Regions from separate parts of the Zea mays genome. Here region 1 is linked to region 2. Evidence: chromatin contacts called from public Hi-C data. All regions are on one chromosome and are shown on one strand. Each heading gives the region's core, a stretch centred on a gene start, on an enhancer-like site or on the middle of the called end of the contact. The rest is flanking DNA. Distances are from core to core; before and after follow the strand shown. Region 1 holds the start of LOC100193767 (U11/U12 small nuclear ribonucleoprotein 65 kDa protein). Region 2 has its middle 13 kb from the start of LOC100191145.

Evidence for each region. Hi-C and Micro-C count contacts between places; a contact is called where the count stands out from the background.
Region 1: a Hi-C map of leaf shows a contact between it and region 2, with 2.4 times the contacts expected there. The contact joins the promoter of LOC100193767 here to the enhancer-like site in region 2. A contact is called at or near these places in 3 of 25 Hi-C or Micro-C datasets (all in leaf).

What each region holds. Positions count from the first base shown.
Region 1 is chr1:53,403,251-53,405,950 of Zm-B73-REFERENCE-NAM-5.0, forward strand. LOC100193767 (U11/U12 small nuclear ribonucleoprotein 65 kDa protein) reads right to left here and starts at 1,426. Exons shown (of 11, transcript NM_001138853.1): 1 at 1,012-1,426; 2 at 652-723; 3 at 308-514. The coding sequence starts at 1,193.
Region 2 is chr1:53,316,358-53,319,275 of Zm-B73-REFERENCE-NAM-5.0, forward strand. No RefSeq gene overlaps it. Among protein-coding and RNA genes, the nearest start is that of LOC100191145, 13 kb to the right of the region's middle. Within about 2 kb of position 1,449, at least 18 of the 20 cell types and tissues checked have an H3K27ac peak or open chromatin away from gene starts, as enhancers often do. A contact at or near this core is called in leaf, where this site is marked.

The DNA.
Region 1 (2,700 bases), core at 176-2,675, 87 kb after region 2:
TCAACTCATAAATCTCAACAACCCTAATCCTGTTGAGAGGGAGAAGGGAGCGCGAGAAGAAGATTCATGATTAGCAAAAAAAGAATTATGTGCAGGAAAGTTTTGCCTTAAATTTTGGAGGAACCAAAATTCTTAATAGCAGATGGCAAGTCAATCTCTTAATTACAAAATGAATGTCTGTTGAGAACAGTAATAGAACATTGCAAGACAGAGTGCATTCATGAGAGCTAAGAAACAACTAAGTATCTTCATGCGAGTATCCAAATATAATGAAGTGAAATAATGATGCAGTGAATTAATAACATACTCAAGGTGTGGAGGAAATGGGTAGTCCACACTAAGCTTGGGGGCAATTGGTTCGGCAATCGATGTGTGGTCCTTCTGAGTTTGGGAACTAATACTTGGTACCTGGGACGCCCCATGCCCTAATTGGTCCTGATGCTTCAGGTGAGACTCATTTGCATTTGGACAGTTAGCTCGCTCGACAGTCAACACTTTTCCCAGAAACCTCAACCTGCAAAGCCATCCCTTAGCGAACAAGGCAATGGGGCATTAATCAAGAATACTGAAATAAGAAGACGCGATTAATTTATGCAACTAAGAAAGAGAGTCCAAGCAACAAAAACAGATTGTGTGATTGACGAAGCAAACCTGTTCAAGAGCGAATGTGCGTGATTAGCTGCCGCCTCGTCCCTAAAATCTACAAATGCGCAATTTCTCAACCTGCAATGTACCAACAAAATGGTTTTAGTAACTGAATAAACATAATATACCTCAGCCAGCAGCAGCCAACAGACCAACAAAATGGTTTTATCAACCAAATAACATAGCAGACAATTCGGTATCCATACTTGACCAAATATAAAAGACATATTGAATCTATGACACAATAGGTCATTCCAGCAACACTAAGCAGTTATACTGGATACAAGCACGCGCTACTGTAACTAATTCAACATTTGAAGCACCAATCGAAGCATGATTAAGCAAGCGACAAGATGAGATAAGTACTTTCCACCGGAACAGGGGCGGACGGATGTGGCTCCGTAGTGGGAGAAGAGGCGGGATAGCATCTCTTGCGTGATAGCCTCTGGGAGGTGCCGCACTAGCAGCGTCGCCGCCCCCGCTGGAGCGGGCCCTTGCTGCTGGTCAGAGGCGGATCTATCGATATGGCGAGCCCTCGCGGGCACCATACCTCTCCTCCGGAGAGAACCTCCCGCGGACTACCTCTTTCCCGTGCCTGACAACGCGCGGCTTCTCGGCAGTGGCGGAACCAGCTAGAAATCGAAGCCCGGGCTCTCCAAGGCCCAAGCGGAGGGCAACCAGCCAGCCAGGCACGCGCCGCGGCAGGGGGGCAGAGAGGGAGGGAGGCACTGGGCGTGGGGCGGGAGCCAAGCACACGCGGCGTGCCAGCAGCGCGGACGCGGCGCGGCCAGCAGCAGTGCAGTACAGGGACACGCTGTGTAGGGTTTTCGCTTGGGAGAACACTGAGGCGGACTGGGCCGCTGGGCCACCGAAGCCCGGGACGTGCCTGGGCTGGCCGGGTCTCAGCTCCGTCACTGTTTATCGGGGCTGGGGTTTTCTCGAGAGTGACGGAGGTGGGGAGGTAGACGACGGTGGATGAATCTGCGCAAACCTAGTGGACTCATATCGAAAATAGTTTCCCATGTACACACGATTAATAAAGTTAAAAAATCTAAAAAATTATACATACTATTTCTATTCTATTTTAATTATATACAAAATTAACTTTCAATACGTTATATTTAGTTGTAATAAAAAAGAGAACATGTTTGCCGATTTTCTAATTTAAAATTCAGAAATTTTATCTTTTTTATTACATCTAAAGTATACAGAATTTGAACTTTAAATTTTGTATATAATCGGAGTAAGATAGAAAGATTATGTATGAAGTTTTTTAGAATTTTTAATAAACTTTATTGGTTCATGTACACCTTATGTACATCAAAAACTCATGTGCACTGAATATGTTCTCTACATTCAAAATCATATTTCCTCAGGCAAATCAAATACATCGTCCAAACCCAGATTTTCTCAAGCATATCAAACACATAACAGGTATTGTTAGAACTGCTGCAGCTGCAATCCATAGAGACAAAATATTGTAGAAACAGTAGAAGTCGTTTTGGATTAAAGCCAAGCGAACATCTTGTACATCATTCACTATATCCAGGGCTAGCAATGGATCACAATACAAGTGTTTCTTCATGATTTGTTGATTCCTTAATTAATTTTAGTTAAAAATAAATGGAAATAGATCTCAATCCAAATATTATATGATCTTTAAACTTTATAATGTAAAATTTAGAACTCATTACCACCCTAAGTATATCTTCCTCAAACATAACTGCTTAACAAATACATCATCCAGACATCCATAGATTCAATAAGTCTCAAACATAACAAATAATCCCATCCACATATTCATCCACGCTCAAACACAAAGGAAGAATGATGTAAACAAAATAATACTAGTGCCTTAGTGCAATCTAGACTCATTAAAAACCTTACTAGGTAAAAACTTACACCTCATGAGAAAACATTCAAGATAGCTTTAAGTCCCTTGGTCTCTTTCTCCACCATGTGTTGACTATGCAAATCAGCGAGCTCACAATCTTTTACACAGGACAGGACTTCAAGCATATTAGGAGTTAGTCACCATCGTCAGTCCTCAAGCAC
Region 2 (2,918 bases), core at 199-2,698:
TATCAACCTCTCACATTGGCTCGATATTTACGCTTATAATTGAGGGATTTTATACTCAAAATTTAAGGTTTTTACGCTCCAAACTGGAGATGCGTCCACCAGTGAACAACATGCCAGATTTTTTATGCAGTGTACTGAATTGCATAAATATCTACATTGTTTAGTATAATTAGTATCAGTATATATCATAAACTAGTTCTAATATGTTTAGCTGTATGACTGTTGGAGGGATCCTATATTTATAAAGAAAATAAAACGTTAAATACAATTTTTTATTTCTATGCATGCAATTCATTTCCTTTCATTACACATTATTTCCATTATAAATTCGTGCGCATGCAGCTCGTAACAGATTTTTACGCAGTATACCGAATTGCATAATTATCTATAAAGTGTAGCATATTTAGTATCAATATATATCATAAAATGGTCCTTACGCGTCTATCTGCATGGCTGTTGCAGTGACCCTAAATTTATGGAGGAAATAAAACATTTAAAAATAGAAAAACAACATATATCTTTTCTAAATTTACGCGCATGCAATGGAACGTGTTTGACTCAAGCATGCATTCCTTTTTTGCGCGCACAGACGTAGGACGGGTGGCGCACCCGACAGCCTGGTTGAACTAGGTTGAAGGGGTGTTTGGCTTGGGCTTCCTTTAACTATTGAAAGCCTAGGACTCCCGTTATACCTGCCCTATATATATATATATATATATATATATATATATATTATCCACTGAGTTAGGTCTAAGTAGTCCTACAAGTTGGGACATGTCGTGCTGTCCGGCACAAGCCTATCGTGCTTTGGGCCTAAAACCGTCGAGCTAGGCTAGCACGAATTTCTTCCGGGCTGAGCCGTATTAGACATGGCCTTAAAGCATGGTGGGCTTGTTTCGAGTCGTGCTAGCCTAAGCACAAGATGCAATTAAACAACAGAATTACACAACAGAAAATAAAGCTCAAACAACAACACAAAAAAAATTACAGAATCATATTTTAAGCACAAGTCATCAGCATACAGTGAATCAGCCAACACAAACAAGTTTTGAGGGAAACAACATTTTATTCCTTGATCGGCCTCATTATAAATCTTACATCGTGCGACCGTATCGGGGCGATGACGACGAAGCACGTTGTGCGGGTGTGTGGCCAACACATCTGACTGTGGAGCAATAGGTGAGGCTAGTGGTCACCATAGCTAATAGGGAAGAGGCGGTGGAGCAGCGGCGGTGGCGGCCTGGACTTGAGTGCAGAGTCGACGAGGGAGACAGAGAGAGTCGACTCGATTGGATTCAGGAAATAGGGAGAGTGAGAGAGTGGGAAAGTGTCGTGACCGTATAACCGTGAGTGAGTCTGTGACCTAAAGAAAACCCTAAATGTGTCGAACACCGTGCCAAGCTGATCCATTCACGGCCCATGTCGATGTGTCAGGTCTGATGGGCCGAAAACTCTACCTATCCATGTCATGCTATTCTGAGTAAAATGCTTCCGTGCTAGACCACGTGCTAGACCAGGTCTTATGCTTTTGTTTGTTCTAAGGCCGTGCTCGGGAGCACCAATTGGCCACGGCCCAAACTTGCGGGTAGTCGGAGGTTTCGTTTTTCCAATCGTGGTCTTTTTCTATTCTATATTTTCTGTAAATTTCCTCTTCAATTTCTACAATTTACTGCGTTCCAAAACCAGCCGGCTAGGATTCGAGAGCAATGACGAACCACCACAAATTTCCTCCCCCACCAACCTTTGCAATCTGTAAAGTACGGCCGTACTAGATGCTGGGACCGGCAAAGAATCCTGAGCCCGAGAGCGATGCGCACCCAGCAACCGTGGCGTGGCAGCAGCCCAGCACGCGAACCGGACCGCAGCAACATAGCACAGATATTTTTTCACCTTTTTTTGTTGTATGGAGCAAATAATGTATGAAATAATTTATATAAAATTTTATTGTTATTTATAATAATATGTTTCATAATATAAGAAGAGATTAGCATCAAATTTCATATATATATATATATTTTTTAAAATATTAAATTTGTCCTAACAGTTCGGATATCGGTTTACACCCCTAGCTATAGTGGATTGCAGCCGCATGTCTGGACTCATGAGGCACATGAGCAGTTGAGCACATTCGCGAGGTGTGGCACGCAGCGCAGGGGCATAGCTGCACCAGTGCCACCACGGTCCGCGACCACAGACCTCGCTCGGTCGATCGGCTCTCGAACGTTCACGAGGGATCCCACTTCCACGTGAGACGGTGAGAGAGAGAGACAAGCCAAATTAAACCGCCTGTCCCGCCGACCCGTCCGCATGCGCCAAGTGTGTGAGTGCTCGACGGTCGTACGCGTGCGCTTGGCCCCCTCCTTACCTGCCTGCCGGTCTGGGACCGGTGCTCACCGTCGCCGTTGGACTGGGAGAGGGACCGAACGCGACTGTTGCGAGGCGACAGAGGCTGGTTGTTTGTTCAGCCTTCAGCAGCGGGCGCCACCGTCAACTGTTTGTTGTCCATATTAAGGATTTTCCCTTTATTAAATAAAAAGAGAGAGGAGGGGGCCAGTCGGGTGGGCCGCTACAAGGCCCATCTGACCGAGCAGCCCACCGGCTGCGGCTAGGGCATGAAGAGACCACGGCTTGGAGATCGTGGAGGACGAGCAGAGCAAAATTTGCTTCCTGGCGGCGCTCTGCAGGTGGTTAAGGGCTCGCCCGAGATCCATGGCGCCCCCTGCTCAATCTCCTCGAGCCTGGCTTCTTAAGTATGGAGATTTACTCCCTGCTGGGTATCTAGCCGAAAAATCCCAGCTCTCTGTTCCTATTTCTCCTCTCGATTCTAGTCACGGTTTGGATCGATTCCTTCGATTCTTGGTGTTCTGGTGTAAATCTTGCTGGTGGAAGGTGGAGGGAGCACTGCTTGTGCGCAGTGA